Linked DNA regions of Pan troglodytes: all the other regions are linked to region 1. A link is a contact called in public HiChIP or PLAC-seq data. All regions are on one chromosome and are shown on one strand. Each heading gives the region's core, a stretch centred on a gene start, on an enhancer-like site or on the middle of the called end of the contact. The rest is flanking DNA. Distances are from core to core; before and after follow the strand shown.

The links. HiChIP or PLAC-seq counts read pairs in DNA pulled down with a chosen protein or histone mark.
Region 2: an H3K4me3 HiChIP or PLAC-seq map of stem cell-derived excitatory neurons shows a contact between it and region 1, with 7 times the contacts expected there. The contact joins the promoter of NUDT16L1 here to the promoter of SEC14L5 in region 1. A contact is called at or near these places in 1 of 7 Hi-C or Micro-C datasets (stem cell-derived neural progenitor cells) and 1 of 1 datasets of contacts at active chromatin or transcription factors (stem cell-derived excitatory neurons).
Region 3: a contact with region 1 is called in an H3K4me3 HiChIP or PLAC-seq map of stem cell-derived excitatory neurons, with 12 times the contacts expected there. The contact joins the promoter of UBALD1 here to the promoter of SEC14L5 in region 1. A contact is called at or near these places in 1 of 7 Hi-C or Micro-C datasets (stem cell-derived neural progenitor cells) and 1 of 1 datasets of contacts at active chromatin or transcription factors (stem cell-derived excitatory neurons).

Annotation. Positions count from the first base shown.
Region 1 is chr18:7,600,360-7,605,318 of NHGRI_mPanTro3-v2.0_pri, forward strand. It overlaps SEC14L5 (SEC14 like lipid binding 5), which reads left to right and starts at 3,674. Exons shown (of 16, transcript XM_016929366.3): 1 at 3,674-3,944; 2 at 4,651-4,764. The coding sequence starts at 4,702.
Region 2 is chr18:7,338,786-7,343,619 of NHGRI_mPanTro3-v2.0_pri, forward strand. It overlaps NUDT16L1 (nudix hydrolase 16 like 1), which reads left to right and starts at 2,342. Exons shown (of 3, transcript XM_001169295.7): 1 at 2,342-2,659; 2 at 2,772-3,032; 3 at 3,750-4,630. The coding sequence starts at 2,465. The coding sequence ends at 3,971.
Region 3 is chr18:7,260,479-7,265,319 of NHGRI_mPanTro3-v2.0_pri, forward strand. UBALD1 (UBA like domain containing 1) reads right to left here and starts at 2,950. Exons shown (of 3, transcript XM_001169127.7): 1 at 2,582-2,950. The coding sequence starts at 2,701.

The DNA.
Region 1 (4,959 bases), core at 2,424-4,923:
TCCAGGCTGGTCTCGAACTCCTGACCTCAGGTGATCCGCCCACCTCAGCCTCCCAAACTGTTGGGATTACAGGCATGAGCCACTGTGCTCGGACCATTTTGCCACAGTAAAATTAAGCTGGGGACCGTACCCTGCTTGCTGCATCTTCTACAGCTTCAGAGCCATCCCAGGGCCCATTATGTATTCCAGGGTCTTAACCCCCATTATCAATGTCACACTGAGCCATTCAATTCAGGACATTCCCAGCAGGATGCCTTTCAGGAACATCTGCCTTTGGATGGGGTCCAGAGTTTTACTCAAACAAATGCATCACTAATGGTTGAATCTTCTCTGGCAGTGGCCCATCTGCTGGGAAGACAATCAGAGACATGGGGTGGTTTCTGGGGTTCCCAAAACCCACCTCCTCAAAAGTCAGCATTGGCTGGGTCATTCTTGCAGGGCAGGTGGGAAGCAGCAGATAGAGGCTAAAGATCCTGCCCTGGGACTGAGTTCATGCCCAGCACCCCTGGGGAATCAGCCTATCCTTGCAGCGCCTTCTTGTCCTGGAGCCAGGGTGCCTGGAGATCTTGCAGTTCAGGGCTTGGAATTCACATCTTCCCGGAGCATCAGCTGCAGCTCTAGGAGAAGAAGTCATTGGAGAACGAGAGTCCTGGGTTTCAGTTCCTTACTAGCTGTGTGGCCTTGGGCAAGTTATTCAGTCTCTCTGTGCCTTGTGCCTTAGTTTCCTTACGTGTAAGATGAGGATTAAAATAGTTTTGACTGTATATGGGCTTTTAATTGAGATGAAAGCCACGTAACAGAAAATTAATCATTTTAATATTGTGGCCCTAATTCAGTGGCACGTGCATTTGCAACGTTGTGCAACCACCACCTCTATCACATTCCAAGACATTTTCATTGCTCTGGGGTTGCTTTGAGGATTAAATGCATTCGTGTTCGTAAAGCTTTAGAATGGTGCTAGGTATAGTAAGCGCCAATGGAGTGTCAACAAGTGGTAGGAATAATTAGTAGAACAGTAATAATAGGCAACTGGGCCAGGTGTGGTGGCTCATGTCTGTAATCCCAGCACTTTGGGTGGCTGAGACGGGTGGATCACCTGAGGTCAGGAGTTTGAGGCCAGCCTGGCCAACATGATGAAACCTGTCTCTACTGAAAATACAAAAATTAGCCAGGTGTGGTGGCAAGCGCCTGTAATCCCAGCTACTCGGGAGGCTGAGGCAGGAGAATCGCTTGAACCTGGGAGGCGGAGGTTGTAGTGAGCCGAGATTGCGCCACTGCACTCCAGCCTGGGTGACAGAGCAAGACTCCATGTAAAAAAAAAAAAAAAAACCCGCAAAACCCAAAAAAAGCTGGAGTGAGTGTTGGTGGCGTTATTAATTCCCTTCCCTGGGGCTGGAGGAGGAGGGAGTGGGGTTCTCACTCCCCTCCAGGCCCCAGTTTCCACTTTGAGCTCTCTGTACCCGCAGGGCTGTCACACCTCTGTCTCCCACGCAGAGTCATTGTCCTCCCTCAATGTTGGGCAGCAGGAGAGGCGGACTTAACGCCTTTCGTGGTGGTAACAGCAGCTAACGGTGTTAACGTTCACTTTGCTCTGTGGCGATGCCTGGGCAGAGCTGGGCATTTCCTGGATGAGCCCGGGTTAGGAGAGTCATCCCTGGATCCCATGTCCCCCACCTACTCACCCTTGTGTTACTCCAGGAGCCATGGGCTATCATTTGCTGCCACCTTGCGACAGGGATGGGAACTTTGTGTCCCATTTCCGCCCTTGATTACCCAAGCCAAGAGTGTGCTGGGCACCTGCTGCCTGCCTGCCAGGTCCCCAGTAAGATCCTTCCCAACATGCGGGCAGCTGAATAAGGCAGCCACTGCCCCTGCCCTCAGGGAGCTCACAGTCTCCTGAGAGAGACCTCCAGGAACCCACAGATACATAAAACGAATAAATGCAATATTAGAATGTGATGCAGGCTAGGAAGGGCAGAGAGGTGGTTTTCACAGGGTGCAGTGACATACTCTAAATATATCAGGGGTTGTCCATCTCCCTGGCCACCTCTGACTTCCCCTGCTTGAAGGGGTGAATTCACCCCACGCTGGCACGTAGTAGGTGCTCAGTAAATGTTGAATGAGTGAATACATGGATGACAGCACTGTCCAGAGCCAATTTCTTGGCTCTTGTAGGCTAAACAGATGAGGAGTGGCAAGGCAGGACTTCTGGGAGCAAGGTTGGTCCCCTGGGAGTCCTGGGAGGGCTGAAAGGGGTTAAGTGTGAGTTAAAATGAGAGTGATGGACAAATGTCACTCTCCCAAGGGAGGCCCCCTTACTCCCTGTTTTATTTATTTATTTACTTATTTATTTTGAGACAGAGTCTTGCTTTGTTGCCCAGGCTGGAGTGCAGTGGCCAGGTAACAGCTCACTGCAGCTTTGAACTTCTGGGCTCAAAGGATCCCCCTGCCTCAGCCTCTTGAGGAGCTGGGACCACAGGCACGTGCCAACACGCCTGGCTAATTTTTTTTTTTTTTGCGACCGAGCTTTGTTCTTCTTGCCCAGGCTGGAGTGCAATGGCGCAGTCTCGGCTCATTGCAACCTCCGCCTCCTTGATTCAAGCGATTCTCCTGCCTCAGCCTCCCGAGTAGCTGGGATTACAAGTATACGCCACCATGCCCGGCTAATTTTGTATTTTAGTAGAGACGGGGTTTCCTCATATTGGCCATGCTGTTCTCGAACTCCTGACCTCAGCTGATCTGCCCGCCTTGGCCTCTCAATGTGCTGGGATTACAGGCGTGAGCCACCGCGCCCTGCCTAAACGAAAAAAAAATTTTTTTGTAGAGATAGGGTCTTGCTATGTTACCCAGGTTGGTCTCCAACTCCTGGGTTCAAGCGGTCCTCCCGCTTCCGCCTCCTAAAGTGTTTGGATTACAGGCGTGAGACATGGCGCCCGGCTTCTTACCTGTTTTAAATTGTCCTTTCTCTCCGCTGGCTCCTTGAGCCCCTTTCCTGCTTATTTTTCTCTCGTGAGAGTTTTTCACCACCTCACACATCATATATTTGCCTTATTTATTGAGTGTCTGTCTCCCCACCGTAGTATAAACTCCACGAGGGCAGGGATTCGTGCGTGTGGCTCACCGGCGGCTCTCCAGCGCCTGGACAGGGCTGACCCCCAGCAGGCGCTCTGTGAAGGTGTGCAGAGTGGGCGAAGGTGCATGCGCGGGCCGTGGGGCGGGGACAGGTGGAGGAGCCAGTCAGACCCAAGTGCAGCGGGACGAGGGCGAGGTTAATCTGAGCAAGAAAAGCGTAAACTGTGCTTATCTACAAATGTAAACAGTACTGTCGGCCAGACGCAGGGTCCGGGGCGGATCGGCCCGGACTCAGGGTCCGCTTGGAGGCAGAGCTAGATTAGGGCGGGGTCGTCCTGTGGCCGACCATTCCAGAGGCTGAGGACCTTGGAGGGCGGGGCCAGTGAAGGGGGAGGGGACTTCCTGAGGTATGACCAATCTAGAGAAAGGACTGGGCTGAGGGCGTGGTCAAACGAGAGACATCTAAAAACAAGGGGCGGGGCTAGAACCAGGGGGGAGTTCGCCTGGGGCGGGGCCAGAGTGGGGCGGGACAAGTTAGGGGGCGGGGCCAACCTGGGCGGGGCCATGGCCGGGGACGTGGGCGGGGCCCGGTCAGGGGCGGGGCCAGGCCAGGATCTCCGCTGTCCCGGGTCCTGGAGCTCTCTCGGCCCGGCAGGTCTCGCTCCCGCCCCTCCGGCCTTCCACAGCGTTCCTTTTTGCAGGGTGTTCAAGGCGGGACACACCAGGCTAGCGAGCCGCGATCGGGCCCCGCCTCAGGCGCTGCGCTCCAGGCCAGGCGGGCGCGGGAGCCCGTAAGCGCTCAGCTCGCGAGCCAGGCGGGCTTCCAGGGCACTTCCCCTAGGCTGCATTCCCAAAGGCTCCCGAGGGCGAGGGTGAGCAAAGCTGCGGGGACCTGTGTGTGCGAGTGCCTCTACGTGTGTGTACGTGTGTCTGCATGTGCGCACGGGTGTGTGTGCGTGTGTGCACGTCTGTGCACACCAGGGGAATTGCGTGCGTGGAGTTGGGCAGGTGCGTGTTTCAGGGTGTGTGTGCAAAGTTGGAGGCGTGTGCAAAAGCAGTCCCGTGTGGGAGGGAAACCTGCGTGTGTGCATGTGTGTGATAGAGACAGTGCTGTGAAATGTGGTGAAGGCTGTGTGTGTATTTCAGGGTGTCTGGGAGGAAAATGGGAGGGCAGGTGCAAGGAGACTTGGGGGTGGGCTGTAGGCCAGCAAGTCTGTGGCAAGCTGCGGGGTGCATGCGTGAAGAGAACCGTGGGAGTGTAAGAATTGCAAATGTGTGTGTGTCTGTGTGGGTGGCCGTAAGGCTTCTGGGGGCCCTCAGTGTGAAGGGGTGGGGGTAGAGGAAAGTTTGGGGGTGCTGACTGCTCTTGGAAGGCTGAGCGTGGTCTGGGGCCATGGCTAATGACAGGGAAGCTGTTGGGGCTTGGCCTGGAGTAATTTGGGGGTAATATCAGCCTTCTCAATTTGAAGGCTGGGGAGCTGTGTGGGTGGGGCCAGGGGCTGCCCCTTACACTTGGTGGGTGGTGTCCCTGCTTCCCGAGGTGGGAGCTGCAACCTCACCAGTCACTCCTCACCCCAGGCTCCGTGCACACCCCTGCCTGGTGACCTCCATTGGTGCTCCAGCGTGAACATGGTGCAGAGATACCAGTCTCCTGTCCGAGTCTACAAGTATCCGTTTGAGCTGGTCATGGCGGTGAGTGACTCCTGATTCTTGGGCCCCCATGTGACAGTTGGAGGGACTTGAGATCAGCTATGGCGGTAGGAAGACGGAGCTCCTTAGACTCCCAGATCAGAAGGAATTAGTGAGTTACTCAGCTGACGTGGTGGGTTTAACTTCTAACCAGTGACCCCTCTGTCCAACCATCCTATCCTCGGCCCAGTGACCAAA
Region 2 (4,834 bases), core at 1,092-3,591, 260 kb before region 1:
CTCATGAACAGGTGGTTGGGGAGCCCAGGGCCTCCAGGTTTGTGAGTTGTCGCTCCCGTCCCCATCTCTAGTCCTGATCATCTCAAGGCATTTGCTGAGCACCTGCTGTGCGTCAGTGGAGGCAGAAGAGCTGAGGCCCCGGCCCTGGCCCCAGGCGCCTGCCTTCCAAGCAGTGAGATGCCCAGCAGCTAATCAGAATCCTGCCAGGTTTGGTTACTATTAGGAAGAAAGTCAGCATGGTGGTGAGATGAAACCGTACAAGGTCTCATTTAACTGGGTGGCAGGGAGGGCCTCTCTGAGGAGACTTAAACAGCCCTGAGGGCTGAGGAGGAGCTGGCCCTGGAAGAGTGTTCCAGGTGGCAGGAGTGAGCCTGATGTGTCCCCTGGGGATGGAGCCCCTGGCTGGAGTGAAGGGTGCTGGACAGATACTGAAGAGCTTGTAGGGGCTGCTGGAGTGTTTTTATAAGGGGGAGTCAGTTCTAAGAACAGGTTTCCAAGCGGAGAAGCAGTGCTAGCACCCTGCGGCTGGCGTGTGGAGGCCGGACGGCGGGAGCAGGTCTAGCTGCCCATGGTTGTGGGCTCACAGGCTGGAGCCCGGCCCCAGGCCTCTGCACAGCCCCTGCTCCCCTGCCCAGGGAGTGGCCAGTGCCCCAGGGCACCCACCACACCACTGCCTACCACTCAAGGCCCCAGCTCCTTTGCATGCAGGTCAAGCTGCCACCATGGCCCTTCTTTGAAGACTCTGAGGGTGGAGGGAGAGCCCGTGTTCTGGCCCATCAGTCCCTGCCCCGAGAAGGCTGCCACCCATGGGCCCTGCAGCTGCTCTGACCTGCCTGGGTCTGGCCCCATCCCAGTGTGGGTAGAGGGGTGCCCAGGGTGTCAGACGGGTGCTTGCATGGGCCAGATCGGCTCCCCCTCTGTACCTCCCAGAAGACCCAGCCAGCACTTGTATTGATGTCTGGTCTCGGGGAGGGGCTGGAGCAAGGGGAGCCTCTCCTCCTGTGCCCCTGCGTCCCACGGGCCCTGGGCGCTGGCTGGGCTTGGCTGCCTAGGGGTGGGGCCCTCTGGGTGAGAGGACCCTTCCCCTTGCTGCCCTCTCGCCTTCTCACCTGGTCGCTCACTCTGGAATCTGGACTTCCCCTGCTGCTTGCAGCTGTCCCATGTGACCCCTGACCCACTGGTGGCCACAGGAGGAGAGAGAGGTGCCCTCTCTGGGTCCTTATTCTCCACATCTGAGGCCACCACGGACCTAACAGGTGAGTTTCCAATGCCCACCCTCTCCCTCTCTCTTCTGCCTGCCTCCACTGAAGGCAGCCTTCTCTGTGCCAGCGAGCTCGGCCTCACAGCACAGCTCTCCCGAGGCTATGCCCCAGCCCTGGGCACCCATGCTGTGAGTGCAGGCAGGGGGGTTCATGTGCTCAGCAAATCCATTCCCCTGGTGGGGAGGAAAGTGGCCCTGGGCCCTGCTGCTGGTGAGGTGAGCCTTGCCATCATGGAGTTCAGGGGACCTCGCTCTGCCTTGGGCTGTTTCTGATGCTTCTGAGCCCCAGAGACATCTCCGGTACAAACACAAGGTAAGTGGTAAGTACCTCAGGCCCTTGTGGAATCGGGATTCTGCCTCTGTCATCAACTGCCAGGTGTACTTAGGCAAGTTATGTCCCTCTCTGAGCTCCAAGTTCCTCATCGTAAACTGGGGAAACCCCTCTTCCCTCCACAGTACCTGGCACAGGGTGCCTGGCTTGGAGGATGCTGGAAAGCTCCAGCCCCGGAATTTAAGTCACTTTCTGCCCAGCAAGCTGGGTCCACAGATCCCCAGAGCTCCCGGTCGTCCGCCCTGACCCAGCGTGGACTCGGGGACTGGGGCACTCAAGCCCTGCCAAGCCCTGCTCCCCGTGCTGTCCTGGATCGAGCCGGCCAGCAGGGTGGCTAGGTCGGGACAGCTGTCGTGCATGGTAGGCGAAGACCATCTCCCTCCGGGCTTGGGTCCGGTGGCGCTGGCGGAGCAAGGCTCCGGGGCATCTCTCGCTCGTGTGGTCGTGCCAAGGGTGCCATTGCGGATGGACGGGGCCATGCGGGCCGGGTCGGCCTCCTGGGGAGAAACGGGTGAGCACAAGGGGATCGGCGCCATCGAGGGTGGAGAAACCGCAGGGATTTTCGGCTGTCCGCTTTGGGGCGCCAAGGAAGATGTTCGTCGCCCACAATGTGAACCTTGAGCCACCACGGCACCGACCAGTCGACTAGGCTCTCCTGTCGGAGGCGGGGCCGCCGCCCAGGGTGTGCGACTATTGGGTGACGGCTGACGCGCACCGCCCTCCTTTGCACACCGCCCGCTGCACCTCTCGACGACGCACCGCGGCGCTGCGAGGGGCTCGGTCCCGGGGCGCGCCGGCGATTGGCGGGGGAACGGGACCCGGGGGCGCGGCCGCCCGCGGATTGGCGAGGCACGGCGGGGGCGGGCTCGCGCATGCTCTTAAGTGGCAGCGGCGGGGACGGGGTCAGTGCCAAGATGTCGACGGCGGCGGTTCCGGAGCTGAAGCAGATCAGCCGGGTGGAGGCGATGCGCCTAGGGCCGGGCTGGAGCCACTCGTGCCACGCCATGCTGTACGCCGCCAACCCTGGGCAGCTCTTCGGCCGCATCCCCATGCGCTTCTCGGTGCTGGTGAGGACGGGCGAGGGCGAGGGCGAGGGCGAGGGCGCGGGCGCGGGCGAGGGCGCGGGCGCGGGCGGGGGCGTCCGTCGACCCCGCGGCTGTGACCCGCGCTCCCTTGCAGATGCAGATGCGTTTCGACGGGCTGCTGGGCTTCCCCGGGGGCTTCGTGGACCGGCGCTTCTGGTCGCTGGAGGACGGCCTGAACCGGGTGTTGGGCCTGGGCCTGGGCTGCCTGCGCCTCACCGAGGCCGACTACCTGAGCTCGCACCTGACCGAGGGCCCACACCGCGTCGTGGCGCACCTGTACGCGCGGCAGCTGACGCTGGAGCAGCTGCACGCCGTGGAGATCAGCGCGGTGCACTCGCGCGACCACGGCCTGGAGGTGGGGCCGCCGCCCGGGCCCCGCCCCCCGCCCCGGGGTTTGGCTCTGGCCCCGTGGAAGGCACCGATGGGTAACACGTCTCCTGAGGGTCCCCTGGCCGGGCTGGGTCGGGTGTCGCTGTCTCCAGCAATGGGGTGGGGAGAGGGGTCTGGGGCTGGGAGGCCGGGAAAGGAGGGGCGGGGGTGGGGGCCGGGGCTGGGGCTCCCTCAGGGCTGTGTTACATCCGCCTTGCTGCCTGCCATTGCCAATCCTGGGAGTGGGGGAGTGGGATCGGTGGGGAGGAAGGGATGGGGGAGGAGCGGGGATTGCTTGGGGAGTTGGGAAACTTGAGCACAGCGGGGGTTGTAAAACTTGGGAACCTCATGGGGGGCGTGAAGGCTCTTGGGATTTGTGCTTTGTGGTCTGGAAGGGCTGGACTCCGGGTGTTCAGGCTTCGTTGGGTGGACGGGGAGCATGGGGTGCGGACCCCGGGGTGGGGTGGCCTGGGTACGAGGGGGGGAGTGCATGGGGTCAGCCTCCACACTTGCTTGGGGAGGAGGGGGCTGCAGTTGCTCCGAGGGAGCTGGCTGGCTTCTGCCAGGCCCTGCGTGGGTCTCCCATTAAGTCCTTGGCAAAGCTGGCTGCTCGTACCCTGGCCTCATAGCTTCCAGGCCCCTCCTGCTGGAGGTGCCATTGTGTGGCAGGCCTGGCCCCAACCCCTACCTCCTGTCTGCGCAGGTGCTGGGCCTCGTGCGGGTCCCGCTGTACACCCAGAAGGACCGAGTCGGAGGCTTCCCCAACTTCCTGAGCAACGCCTTCGTGAGCACGGCTAAGTGCCAGCTCCTCTTTGCCCTCAAGGTGCTCAACATGATGCCCGAGGAGAAGCTGGTTGAGGCCCTGGCTGCAGCCACCGAGAAGCAGAAGAAGGCCCTGGAGAAGTTGCTCCCGGCCTCCTCTTGAGGGCTGCCTGAGCTGGTGGCACCCTTCCCTGGGCCGGAAGACTGGGAATTCCTGCTAAGTGTGGCTTCTAGAGTGTTTGTGTGTACCCCGCTTCTGACTGCCTAGGGCGAGTGGGCATCCTGTCATCTCCACTGTCCCAAGCAGTCACTAGGTGGCGGCCGGGCCAGCTGGAACCCAGCCCATCCTCTCAGGCAGAGCAGGGTGGTCCTGGCACACTGGGCCTGCCTCTCCAGCCTCAGGATGCTCCTGTTTATCCTGGGCTCAGACCCTCCTCTTGTACGTCTCATCACAGCTGGTAGAGACCCAGGAGTGCCTGATTGTCCCACAGGGGTGGCGCACAGCTCTGGGATCACTCAGAAGATGGGATGTGTGGGTGGAGGATGCCTTGTCTCGGTCAGCTCATTCCTGCCTCCTTCCTGAGCCAGTTCAGGGCCTGGGGGAGAGCCAGCTTGGGGTAGGAAGTTAATATTGTTAATTTGGGTTGTTGTTGGATTTACTTTGCTAGATTTTCTCTTTCACCACGTGTGAACTGTGGGTGAGGTTTCAAAGTAGCTTCACCCCACGTGGCTTGGTTCCCAGGGACAGTCAGGGCCTCGGGGGCCCAGCTATGTACAACGAAGCTGTCGAAGGAGAAGACAATAAAGTCGCTCCGCAGCTGCTCTGTGTGTTTCTCAGCTGCTCTGTGTGTTTTGGTTCTGGATGGAACCAGCTCAGGCCCCCTGCCCTAGGTGGGGGAGGGAGGAGCTGCCCCAGCCAGGGGCACGTTCCCCAGTGTTTACTGGGGGCACTCCCAGCATGAGTGCTGTGCCCATCAGCCAGGTTGGGGCGTCTGGGCCGAGACCTTCAGGGCAGGCTCCCCTTCC
Region 3 (4,841 bases), core at 1,700-4,199, 340 kb before region 1:
GTCACCAGGCTGGAGTGCAGTGGCGTTATCTGGGCTCAGTGCAACCTTTGCCTTCTAGTTCAAGTGATTCTCCTGCCTCAGCCTCCCAAGTAGCTGGGACTACAGGCACGTGCCACCACACCTGGCTAACTTTTGTATTTTTAGTAGAGATGGGGTTTCACCATGTTGGCCAGGATGGTCTTGATCTCTTGACCTCATGATCCGCCCACCTTGGCCTCCCAAAGTGCTGGGATTACAGGCATGAACCACCGTGCCCGGCAAAAAATATTTTTTAAATAAATGAATTATGTGGGGAATTTCCTGCAGGAGACACCCTATCTGGGTGTCCCTAAACAGGGGTGTGGGAGCTCAGGCATGGGGGCCAGGCTTTAAGCACCTTCCCAGACCCCAAGACCCTCTGTCAGCAGCAGCTGTGCCCCAAAGCCCAGGCTCACTGTGTAAATCCCAACCCCAGGAGCCCCAGGCCACACCAGACCCCCTCTGCAGGCCGCTGTGAGCATTCTCCATTGAGAAACATCTGCCCCACTAGACACCGGCCCCTCCCCCTGCAGCCTCCTGCCCCCATTAGCACCTGAATTGCAGCAAATGTGACCCAGAAACACCGCCTGGTGGATGCAGCCAGCGGGTGGAGCATGGAGGGGGATGGGGTGGCCATGTGAACCCCTCACTCAGCCCCATTCCAAGGCCTGAAGTCCCGTCACCTTCCTCCAGCCTCCCTGGCGGCCCCCACTTTGCAGATGGCACAACTGAGACTTGGGAGTGGAGGGCACAGGGCTCCTCCCACGGGGACCCTGGGAGCCACCAGAGGCCCCAGATGCTCCTGCCCCTCTGGGAACAGTCTTTCCCCAGACATTGCACTCCTCAAAGCTGCATTTTCAATTAACTGTGCCACTGAGGGATGTGGCCTGGGTGCCAGCTGGGTGCCAGGTTTTGAGGGCTGGGCTGAGTCCTGCAGGCAGGGCCCGCTTCCCACCGGACACCTACCTGCCCAGCCCCAGGCAGGGAGGGAACCCTGCGTGCAGATGTGGGACTGCCATGAATGTGGTTTTGCAAGTTTTGCCACATCCAGCCCTTGACACAAACAGGGCTGATGAGGGCTGTGGAGACCAGGAGGGGAGCAGGGAGCTTCCTCCGGGTGGGGCTGCCTCGGGGCACAGGGGGCAGTGAGCTGGCCAACAGAAGCTGACTCATGCCCCCCAACCCCACCATACAGATGTGGAAACTAAGGCCAAAGGGACAGAGCAGCCTCCCACGTCCTGGGGTGAACACCACACAGGATCAGTGGCCTCCGCAACGGCTGGTAGGAGGGAAGTAGGCAAGGAGAGAGGGATGTACTCATCTGGATGGGATGGCCACTGCCTTCCCAGACTGTCCCAAGCTTGGGACATTCTGATCCCCCTCCAGTCCCCAGGAAGCGGAGCCTCAGAGTCCTCTGGCTTCTAGTCCCTCCTGCAGGCCCTGGGATGGCTCCTCATGGAGAAACCAGGTTCCCAGTCCCCGGCTGGGCACAGATGGTACCGGGATGGCTGAGGCCATGACCCTACCCCTGTGAGGGGCACAGCTCAAAGGGCTCTGGCCTCATCCCCTGATACCAACCACCATGGGGTTAATCCTGGGGTCGGTGAATTAGGGAAGGCCAGGTAGCCTCTGGGCAGCACAAGCCAGGAGCACTACTGTCCTGTGGGTTAGGAGAGGCCCGGGGGAGTGGGTGCCAGACTGGGGCAGCATCACCTCCTACCCAGCTAGCCCGAAAGCTGGTGAACCGTGTGCACCCTCCCCATTGCACCGGTAAAGGGACAGATGCCCCTGCCAGCCCCAGGAGAGCACCTAGTCGCGCACATGGAGTCCCCAGGCACACCTCTGAAGGGGATACACGCTCATCCCTGTGGTGTAGTGTGGGGCTCCGACACGCCACCCCTACACTCCAGGCCGTGTACACACATCACACCGTGCCGGGCACGGGCGGCATCTGCACACCCGCCACATGTGTACGCATTGATCACACACCAAACGCACCAGGGGGCTGCGCGTTCACACGCGCGCCAACGTGCCCGCAGGTCCGCCACCTCCCCGGTGCCCGGCCGACGCCGTGGCGCGGTGCGTGCGTAAACACAAATGCACATGGACGTGTGCGCACGCCGCCGACCGCCCACCAGGCACGCGGACCCTCGGACCACTCGCCCGGAGCGGCTCCGCCCTCCGGCCCAGCTCTACCGAGGCCTGGGGCGTCCTCCTTCCGGCCGCCCGCCCGACTGTCCGTCTGCACCGCGGCGCCGCCCTGCCCTCGGCCGTTACCCGGACAAAAGGGGTGGGGTGGGGGGGGTCCCCGTCTCGATCCCGGGGGACTCGCGGCCCCGCGGGGGCGGCGTATCCCCGACCGGTGGCCCGGTTCCCACCTCCGCCCGCCGCGAGCCCTCGGGATCCGGACGCCGGGCACCGTCGTCGGGAAAGCGGGTCGGGTCTGCGGCCCGGAGGGGGCGCACAGCCGGCACGCGTCCACGCCGTCCGCCCCCGCCCAGCGGCCACGCGGGACACACTCCGCCCGTGGCCCCGGCCCTCGCCCGGCTCCGGCGCCGCGCACCTCGAACTGCCAGTGGGCCGCCTGCAGCAGTTGCTTCGCCTGGTCGGCCGCGCAGCCCGCCGTCAGCACGAACTGGTTGATCATGACCTGGTGCTTGAGCTCGTCCATGTTCACGGACATGGCGCCGCCGCGCTGCCCGCTCCGGCCTCCCTCCGCCGCCCGCGCCTCCGCCTCACGCGTCCACCATTAGCGAGCCGGCTCCGGCTAATACAAATATTTACTGTGCGGCTCTGACTCACCGCGCCTCGCCTCGCTCCGCCGGCGCCGCGGCATGCTGGGATATGTAGTCCCCACGGTGCGCCGGACGCCCCGGGGGAGCAGGGCCGGCACCCTAGGGGACGCGAAGCCCGGGAAGGGGCGTGTCTGAGCACCGAGCGCCCGCTGTGCGGATGTCCGGGCCGTAACCCGAGCCGGGCGCGTCCACGTCGCCCTCGTTGCTCTCGGTGGCACCCGTGCCCCTGCTCTGGCACGGATGGGGGTCCGCTGGCGGGGGCCACGTCTGTGCATGGGCGCAAATGCCTGACCACAGGATCTTGGCCAAGGCCTGGGGACCGTGTCTGAACTGTGAGCGCCTACTGTGTGTGGATGCCCGGGCCGTGACCAGGGTTGGGGGAGTCCACGTCGCCCTCGTTGCTCTGGGTGGCACCCGGCCCCTGCTCTGGCACGGATGGAGGTCCGCAGGCGGGGGCCTCAGGTTCGTGCATAGGCGTTTTTGCCAAGGCCCAGGAACGGTGTCTGAAAACTGAGTGCCTAATGTGTGCAGGCGCCTGAGCTGGGACCAGAGCCAGTCACGTCCACGTCGCCCTCGTTGCTCTCGGTGGCACCCAAGCCCCTGCTCTGGCGGGAATTAGGAGCCCAGAGGCCGGGGCCACAGATCTGTGCATGGGCGCAGACGCCAGGCCACAGACGTCTTTGCCATGCCCCGGGGACTGTGACTGAACGCTAAGTGCCTACTGTGCGCAGCTGTCCAGACCGTGACCAGAGCCAGGCACGTCCATGTCGCCCTCATTGCTCTCGGTGGCATCCGTGCCCCTGCTCTGGCACGAATTGCGGTCCCAAGGTGGGGCATACAGATCTGTGCATGGGCGCAAACGCCGGGCCACAGGCGTCTTTGCTAAGACCTAGGGACCCTGAACCCCTCTGTGATTGGCATCGCTCTGTGTTAAATAGTAGGCACACCCTTAAGAGAGGGGTCTCTAGGAATTTTGGCCCAAATCGGCTGGTCTAGGCTGAAAGGCCCGGCACACTGTAGGCGCCGACAAATACTCGTTCAGTGAATGAATGAATGAGCCACTTAAAAGCTCCGCCGCACGTCACCGCCTGTAGCTAGCCTCCTAGCTCTCCTCACTCAATCTCTCATCGCCCACTCGTGGCGTGGGTCCTTCCTAGCCTGGCTCTGGGCCTGCCCCACTGTAGCCCCATGACCCTCTGGACGGCGCCTGGGACAGGCTGGCGGGGCCAGCAGCCTCTGGTGCTTCGGGGTCCCCCTTCCAGCAGTTCTCCCGCTTTCCCACGCAAAATCTCGTGCTCTTTGCCGGAAATCTCGGCCCTTAGCGGGCGGGCGCCAGGGCCCGGCAGAGCCAGTTCCGGAGCGGCCCCAAACTCCCTTTCCCAGAATGCCTCGGTTTATTTGCATCGTTTGGTCCCGGTGACGTCAGCTGAGTGAGGTCGTGCCTCGACCAATGGACAGCCTCGGGGTGTTAGGACCTGGCCATATAAGGTAAACAAAGCTGGTCGCCCAATGAAGAGGCGGCGGGGGCGGGCGCTGGGCCGGGGAGGCCGGGGGCGGAGCCGGGGGCGGGGCGACCGGGCGGTGTTTACAGACCGGCACATGGCGCTTCCGGTTGACGTTGCTGACAGCTAGTGAGGCTTTAGCCCGCTTCGAGCGCCCGGGGGCGGTAAGGCGCGATCATAGCAGCTCTCGGTGACCTTGGTCCGGCTCCTTGCGCCCCCTGGCCCCAGCCTCCTTCGTTGAGACACTATATGTTGAGTCTTTCCTCTTTTCCTGGCCCTGACCTAGCGTGGGGCGACAGAAGAGCAATAACCGGGTGGGGGCTGTGAGAACGGCTGGGGTTGGGATCGAATTTCGGAAACCCGGAGGACGAGTATAGCCTTGCAAGATGGAAAATGCCCTCCCGGGCTGGCGCGGTGGCCTGTAATCCCACCTACTCGGGGTCTGAGGAGGGAGGATTGCCTAGGCCCAGGACTTTGAGAACACGCCTCTACAGAGATTTACATTTTAAGAAAATTAGCTGGGTTC